3 separate regions of the Mus musculus genome follow, and regions 1 and 2 are each linked to region 3. A link is a contact called in public Hi-C data. All regions are on one chromosome and are shown on one strand. The core of a region is the stretch at or near the end of the contact, and the rest is flanking DNA. Distances in the headings are between cores, read along the strand shown.

Region 1 (2,700 bases), core at 102-2,601, 590 kb after region 3:
GCAACCTAGTGGATTACAAAACTCGGTGTGTCAGGAAGAGACCGATAATTTTTGGATGCACAGCCTTCGAAGAAATGAGGCTAGACAAAGTCCTCTGAACAAGACACATCCTATCCAGATTGGTGACAGCGCTCCTCTGGACACTGAGTCCAAATAGGAGCCGGCGCGATAGGCTTAGCATGGGGAATCTTCCTCTTCCCCAGGATGAAAGGTGAAGCGACCACCAAAACCACCCACGGGCGACTCCAGCGTATTCTGGTCTCTGACACCCCAAGAAGCAACTCCACAGTCACCACTCCCACCAGCGTCAAACGCTCCAGGTCTCCCGCTCCATCCAAGACCGCAGTGATTAGCGATTCCCACGTCTAAGAATCTGGATATGAGTTGTGGGGACAAGCCAAGCTTTCAGATCACATTCAATAGCTAAGGACCCAAGCAGATACAGACATGAAGGGATCGATCGGCTCAGTGACACTTCCAAAGCACACGGTCGGGTAGCCCATGTAGACAAGCGCGCGAGGACAACCACTAGAAGTCAAGGACCCACAGAGTCTCCTGACAGTCACTATCCCAGGCTGTAGCAGAGCACCTTTAGTTCCCTCCCCTCTCCAAGACACCAGCGCGCACGCAAAGGGACCTAAAGGGCCCCTACAGCCGGGACCTGGAGGGTGTGGGATGGGACAGACTGAGCCCACCTCTTCATCCTGCTCCTCTTGGGATGCGCTGCTGACCTGGGGCACCGGCAGCACCGCTCCTCCCGGGTGCGGCAGCGGCAGGGTAGGGACTCCACGCTCCAGAGCCACGCGCGCGGGAGCCCACGCGGCGGGTAGCCGGGTTCCCAGGGCGCCGCCCGGCGGCCGCGGCGGCTGCGACCTGCAGGAGAAGCGGCTGGGCTCCCCTTCCTCCGACAGAGTTTCCGAGCCAGAGGATGACTCCGCTGAGGAAGCGCCCTCCGAGGACACGGCTGCCGCCGAAGAGACTAGGGTCCGGGCGCCGTGTCCGCTGCAGCCCCGGGGCACGGGCTCAGGCGCCTCGGAAACTTTCTCCCCCATGTCCCTTTTCGGCCCAAAGTGCCGTCCGAGGGGTGGCGGTGCGCTCGGCGCCTCCCGAAGAAGCCCCGGCTGCTCTGCTGTGTCTGGATCGCGCTGCGGCTCCCGGGCTGCGGGGAGCGCCGCCGGCGACTACATGACAGAGGTTGGACCACAGGAGCGCGTCGCCAAGTTCACTGCCGCCGTGGCTCGGCTGCTGACATGGACTCCCGCGCGCGGGGCCATGCCCACCGCGATCGGCGCTCCGCGCTGCGCCCGAGCCGCCGGGACTGCGGCTTCTCCCGCTAAACCTGCCTCCGGGACGGAGCGGAGGAGACGGGCAGCCCGCGGAGCCAATGGCAGCGCAGGCGCGCTGGTGGGCGGAGGCTGCGGAGCCGCTGGCCGCGCGGGCGTCAGGTAGGGGAGGTGGGGCCAGGAGCGGGCCACCCGATCCCGCGGGAGCTCTGGGTGCGCGGGGCAGCCCCACGGCGCGGGGATCCACAGGGCCGACGCGGAGTCCGCGGACTTAACTCGGTCTGGGACTCAGAAATGGGTGGGGGAGTGGCCGTCTGTCCTTGGGACGTGGGTGGGAGATGGCTGAGTGAGGCGAGACCTTGGAGAACCGGACTTTTAGTCTCCAAAAAGTGAAATCGGGGAAATTAGGCGGGAGGATTCGCGTGAAAACGGAAGCGCGCGGCCAGTCACGCGCAAACTCACGCTCCCACCCGTGTGCAGAGAGCGAAGTCCGTGGTGGGTGGAGAGAGGGGATCCAAACGCAGCCCATCTCCAAGCCTCTTTCTGGATAAACCTCTTGGGCCTCAGTTTCCTCAAATTGTAAAGGGAAGCGTCAACACCGATGTTGTCTGGCAATAAGACTAGATAGAGCAAAATAAAGTGTCAGCAGAGTTCCCGGCTTGGACACAAGCCAAGGTCTCCAAAGATGATTTTTCTGTATTTCTGCTTAGAAACTAAAGTTAAGTCAAAGACACGCGCTTGTGACAAAGGAAGGAAACAGCTGATGCTCTGTGTTTAGGACCAGGCTTTATCAGAACGGTCTTAGCAGCTCTTTGCGGTTCTGCCGCTGGGCTAAGGGACATTCCTAACTGGCTTTCTCTAGCCCTGCATAGGCACAACGCGGCCGACCTGGGGCCTCATTTTTCCTTTCCTATAAGAACAAGGAGAAAGAGCTTCCACCAAAGCACCAACAGAATAATCACCTTAACCTTTGTGGTGTCTTGGATCTGCTGGGAAGCCAGTGCGGAGTTAGGCAGCGAGAAATAAATGAGTCCTACTTGCCTTCAGCTCCAGACCCGTCTGAGCTCCACACCGTGACCCGAGGTATAAATTCAGCCAGCTTCCATTCCACAGACGTTGATTGAGATGTGTGCCAGTTGGTTGCAGGGGATACAAAGATGAATACGGCAGGTCTCCTGCCCTTGAGGAGCTTGTGGTCGGGGGAGAGATTGATATTGCATAATACCGCCTCATTATTCATGTTTAAAAGCTCTGGTAAGTGCTACAATGTGCCGTGGGAGAAGAGGGGAAGAATTACACCGAAGCCATTGCAGATCTTCAAGCCGAGGAGTCCTCCAGAATTTTACATTTCTCTCTGTCAGAACAGGTCTGCCAAGGGTCCTTGAGAAAAGGACTGGAGTTGAAAGCCCCGTTGGCT
Region 2 (2,700 bases), core at 117-2,616, 660 kb before region 3:
ACACAACCTTTCACCAAGGTAGCTCTCCAAAGTCATTCATTGCAAGTAGACGTTCAAGAGACTGCAGTGAGACACCAGTGGGGACATACTAATGAATGGCATGGATTTCAGGGGATGATGGGAAAAGTCTTCATGGTTATCATGTGCCAACAACATGCTGGAGCCTTGGTTCTTGTTTCATTGAATCCTCCCAACATTTCTGGGAAGTTAATGATGTCATTCTTATTTTATAGACAAGTGACTTATGACTCTGAGGGGCAAAAGCCTGTTGTGACTAGGAAGACAGCAGATGAGAGGTAATCATGGTGAATGTAAGTCTTAAATTCAGGTGCCAAAGATGACTTTTGCCTTAGTCCAAGCAGCCAATCCTTACACATTAACATGGAAAAGGAATCAGAAGAGGGAAACCTGAATCCTGACAGTAATGACAGAGGGAATAGCAGGTAAGGGTTGGACTCGGAGCTTCTGGTGTTATTCCATGTAAAAGCTAATTTTTATCGTCTCCTGTTTTATCCCTAAACAAACAAACAAACAAACAAACAAACAAACAAACAAAAATGCCGAGATTGCAATTAATTCCATTATGCATTTCTTTGCAGTAACATAAAAAACCTAATTTCATTTCATCTTTGTAAATGTGATGGACCACTGAAGGAGAAACACGCAGTTTTCATGGCTCCTGGGTACAAAAGACCCAAAGAATGGATGTGCACGAGTGATATGGGTTTCACCTTGAGAAACATAAGGCTTTGCAGTGGCCACCCCTCATTGGAGGGTGACAGTGAATTAGATGACAATGTGTTATTTATAGATGTGTATACAAAGGGGATTCTTTATGCAGTTGTAAGGTGAGACTGAGTGGCTTTCTAATTTTTTCAAGACTGAGTGGCTTCTAATTTTCAGGGGAAGTAGTCACATAGCATGATTAAGGATAGAGCTATGGAGTCAGATGAGGTTGGAATTTGAGTCCGGACTCCAACACCTGCCAGATGTGTGCTTTAGGCGAGTTACTTAACTTCTCCAAGTCTATGTTTCCTAATGTGCAAAAAGGAGTTCATTATACTTATCTCCGGGGGTGGGGGGAGGTGTTTTAAAGATTAGGTTAGCTAGTGCACAGACAGCACTTAGCTGGGAACTGGGCATATATTAAACAATCATAAATGGTGATTATTGCTCTTATTAGCATGGGGCCTCTGGGAGGTGAGTGGAAATGAATCCTATAGAAATCTCCTAACCCCCACCTTAACTCCCGGGCTCCCTCCTCCTCTGCTTGGCCTCAGCAACAGAAGATGACTGGAGAGCTGCCTGCCAAAGATGATGCACTCATGATGAATCAATTCCTCCCCCAGCAAATAACGAAGTTTGAGTTTCCTGTTTCCTGCCGGTGGCTTTGTGCACCCTGGACAGACAGTCAACTGCGCTAACGAGTCTTACTCCTCCAACTGCTCTGCAGGTTCTGGGTAATGAGCATGTGGATTTTGGCTGCCACAAAAGGAGGTCACCAGGGGTGTCTCCTTAGAACTGTGTAGCAACACATGTTACAGTTTTGGGCCTAGGTCTTCTGTAAACATGAACAGATGATAACGGAAGGGCGAATTTTATACAAAGATAAGAAAAGCAATAAGAAAACATACTTTTAAAAAATAGGAGTTATGAATCTAAACCTCATTTCTAGGTTACACAGTCATTTTTGATGCATAGTGAACATGTGTCTGTGTTGCAGTAAATCCCCAAACCCAATAAGCCCATGCAAAAACACATAACATAGTTATAATATAAGCCGCACACCACTACACTAACCTATTCCCCAGCTATGAGATCCCTTGCTATTTGTGGCTTCTCTAGACCATGTGGTTCTGCTCCATCTTCCTTTCACCTCTTCTCCCGCCCTCTGTCCTTCTTCTGTCATTCCCTACTCTTCCCCCACTCTCTAAAATCTCCAGCCCCACCTTTCCCTCCCATTGCCCAATCACAGACCGTAGCCTTTATTTGACCAGTTAGAATGAGAAGTTTCATATGAAATCACCTTAGTACTTGTTCCACTCCTCATCAGGGCAGCCCCTCTTGAAGCAGAATTACCATCAGAATACAAACAGCCAGAACATGCCTGTCTTCCAGCATGTAGCAGCTGAATTTGGTGATGCTACAACTATACCATGTCATGGGGCAGGATTAGGAGTGACCATTCTTCCCTGGACCGTATCACAACACTGACTAATAGTTCTGTCCTTGTTATCTTTATAATCATTACTATTCTCTTTACCAAAATTCAAAGCAAAATAATTTGCTCTCTGTTTGAAAAAGTGTTGCACTGAGAAAATGTTGTGGCATCAGATATCTGTCCTAAAAATGATGCCAGCCTACTGGTGGGCAACTCTGAATAAAAGCAGATTGCTAGCAACAGTAATGGCAAAACGCCTTCCTTTGATAGCTTATAGCCCAGGAGGTTTTCTTTAAGTCAATGGATCTTTTAAATTTTGCCAAGTGATTTGATTCCTATGACAACCATTCTTGTGTAGCAAAGGGTCTGCCATAAAAGCAGAGCTAGAGCGCGGAGGACTGATGTTTGTGAGTGCACCTCTTTGTCTCGGATGGTGAAGCATTTCCTCTTGGTGAAAATCGGCTGGTCAGCCAAGTGAACCTGAAGAAGTGGCTGGGAAGTTAGTAGGTATTAAGCAAGAGGGTTGATTTTGAAGCTGG
Region 3 (2,700 bases), core at 8-2,507:
CCTACATGTAGGTGCAAAACTTTAAAACATTTACATTTTCTTTAACGGGAGAGGTTGGCTTATTTCTCACCAAGTGGAAAATTCGCTATTGAAGATTCGTGGAAGGAGGCCTTCATGAATGGGATGAAAAGGGGCAACAAGGCTGCTGGGACTTATCTTTCAAAAGTGTTCTTTGCTACTTTCCTATACTGAGTGCACACACACCTCCATATGATCACTAGGTTGATATCCCATGAGCCACTGGGGCTTGTATTCCAATGCATCTCAACATTGCCTTTTTTTTTTTTTTAAAGCACAGTCTAACACTGTAGATCAGGCTAGCCCAGAACTCACAGGGTAGCCCACACTGGTCTCAAACATGTGCCAGTTCTTCCTCGTCAGCCTCTGGAGGGCTAGAATTGTGGTTATGTCCCGTCACACCTGGCTCAGACTTTCATATCCTAGTAGGAGGCTAACAATGCCACCTGGTGTTTTAAAAATACAATTTAGCTTTAAAGTCATTCTCATGTATAATCTTTATTCTTATAATCAAGATCCGAGGGTTGGGTCACTACTCCTGAGGTGAGAAAGGACTGTCATTGTTGGACTATAGATAATGATAACAGTTTCAAGGACCCCTGAGATTCTTGCTCTCAGAGTCATGGTGGTAAATGGAACCATCAAAGTCTGGCTACTCTGTCCTTCATCCCCCAGTGCCCCTCCTTCCCGATCTGCTCCGCATGGGCAGCGGGTGCTTGGTCCCCTCTACCTCTCCAGTGCCTGGCTTGTGTCCACCACAGTGGCGGTCAGCAAACCATCATGGGCCATGTGGGGCATGCTCAGAGAACTAGATCACTGAAAAACGAAGGAGGCATAAGCATGATAAAATTGTGAATGATAAATTAGAGTACAAATCATGAGTGCTTCTCACTAGAAAATGGAGAGGAGCAGGGCCCGCTGACTCAGCATGTATTGAGGCTCTGAATAAATGCCCCCTTCCACAAAAGCTAAACCTACTTTTTGTTTGTTTCTACTTATGACTTTTCAAAAAGCGGTTTGTTGGACTGATATTCATACACCAAAGACAGCTCCTGTAGTAAAAAATGCACAAGGTGCATCATGCAAATATTAATCAGAAGCATCAGGAGAAATGGTAAATGAATAGAAAAAAAAAAATACTGGGTGCTGTTTGCGAAGCCTGCCACCTAGTGGATCCACCTAGCTACAGCAGGAGCTACAAGGAAGCTGGGGCGTGAGAGAACTCTGTGATAGCTGTCTGAGAAAACAATAGCAGCAGCAACAGAACTAGGCAAGCTGACTGCTAGATGTCTGCTTAGTTTGCTCTGACTTGCAAGTCTTTCCGGGTTTCAGTGCACAAGGGGAGAGGAGAAGTTTTAAGTGGGCTGAACTGAGTCAAGGTTTCTTCCTTCTGGCCTCCCTTGTGTTGTGGCCCTGACTCTCATCCTCCGCCCTAGCTCCAGCCTGCTAGCACACCTTACCCCAACATGAACCAAGGCCTCAACCTACTAGGCTCACTGTGTACTTCCCAACACCTGAGACCCACCCACCTCACATTTGCATTTCTATCCATGTTGCCTGGGCTATCCCTACTTCTCCTCAACTCCCCGAACCATCATTTAAGGCCTGTACAGATTAACCCTCAGTTCTCTTGAGCTTTTTCGATGCCAGTAGTCTTTCCTTCTTGGGAACTTCTGCCACGTTTACAGTCTGTTCCTTAGGTTTAGCACTTTGATTATAGCCTGGTGATGCTAGGCCTTCCTACTGTGAGCACTGGATGATGAGGCACTCCTAATTAGATGCTTGTGTTGGAGAAGTGTGTGGTAGGCACTGAAAGCACAGCCTCTGACTCACGCTGCCTGGGTTGAAATCACTGACCTAGCAGATGGTTGTGGCTGCCTTGCTCATGGCTCTCTACTTTGGTTTGTGTGTCTGGAAAATGGGGACACCTCTATTTATAGCATCTGCCTCAGAGAAGAACCGAGGGTCACATGAATTTGTGTAAAACCCAGCAGAGCCTGGCGGGTGCCAAGTACTCTTGCTTCATTAGCTATGTATGTGTATGAGTTTTGTGTAGGATCGTGTGTGTGTGTGTGTGTGTGTGTGCGTGCACGTGTGCACACGCACAAGCATGTGAGGCCAGAAGACATCCTTGTTTCTTGATACATGATCTGAAACTCACCAAGTAGGCTGACCTGGCTGACCAGCAAAGCCTGTGACATTCCTGTCTCTACTCCCCAGTGGTGAGTGCACAAGTGCCACTGACTGCAGGTGTCTGCACCCCGTGTGGTTTTAGAGCAGTGGTTCTCCACCTGTGGGTCATAACCCCTTTAGGGGATCACATGTCAGATATTCACATTAGGATTCATAACAGTAAGAAAATTACTGTATGGAGTAGCAATGAAAATACTTTATGACTGGGGGCCACCACCACATGGAGAACTGTAATAAAGGGTCACAGCATTAGGGGGCTGAGGACCACTGTTCTAGAGGATCAAACTCAAGTCCCCATGCTTGCCAGGGAAGTACTTTACCAACGGAACTATAACCTCAGCTCCCCATCAGCTATTTCCCTGAGTTGTTTTAGATGACGCTTGCAGCATTTAGCCCAAAGCTCTGGAAATACAAGGAAATACGGAAGGATGACAGTCATGCCATTTGGTTGTCCCCACCCCATACTTGAGAAGCTCCCAGAGTTCCTGA

What was found. Hi-C and Micro-C count contacts between places; a contact is called where the count stands out from the background.
Region 1: a contact with region 3 is called in a Hi-C map of cerebral cortex, with 4 times the contacts expected there. The contact joins the promoter of Mast4 here to the enhancer-like site in region 3. A contact is called at or near these places in 1 of 484 Hi-C or Micro-C datasets (cerebral cortex) and 2 of 115 datasets of contacts at active chromatin or transcription factors (neural tube and stem cell-derived neural progenitor cells).
Region 2: a contact with region 3 is called in a Hi-C map of bone marrow-derived macrophages, with 3 times the contacts expected there. The contact joins two enhancer-like sites.

Annotation. Positions count from the first base shown.
Region 1 is chr13:103,333,141-103,335,840 of GRCm38.p6, forward strand. It overlaps Mast4 (microtubule associated serine/threonine kinase family member 4), which reads right to left and starts at 1,352. Exons shown (of 29, transcript NM_175171.3): 1 at 696-1,352. The coding sequence starts at 1,052.
Region 2 is chr13:102,088,390-102,091,089 of GRCm38.p6, forward strand. No RefSeq gene overlaps it. Among named protein-coding and RNA genes, the nearest start is that of Gm41044, 75 kb to the left of the region's middle. Within about 2 kb of position 1,367, at least 40 of the 459 cell types and tissues checked have an H3K27ac peak or open chromatin away from gene starts, as enhancers often do. A contact at or near this core is called in bone marrow-derived macrophages, where this site is marked.
Region 3 is chr13:102,743,929-102,746,628 of GRCm38.p6, forward strand. The region is part of intron 26 of Mast4 (microtubule associated serine/threonine kinase family member 4); the gene reads right to left. Among named protein-coding and RNA genes, the nearest start is that of 1700099I09Rik, 15 kb to the right of the region's middle. Within about 2 kb of position 1,258, at least 90 of the 459 cell types and tissues checked have an H3K27ac peak or open chromatin away from gene starts, as enhancers often do. A contact at or near this core is called in bone marrow-derived macrophages and cerebral cortex, where this site is marked.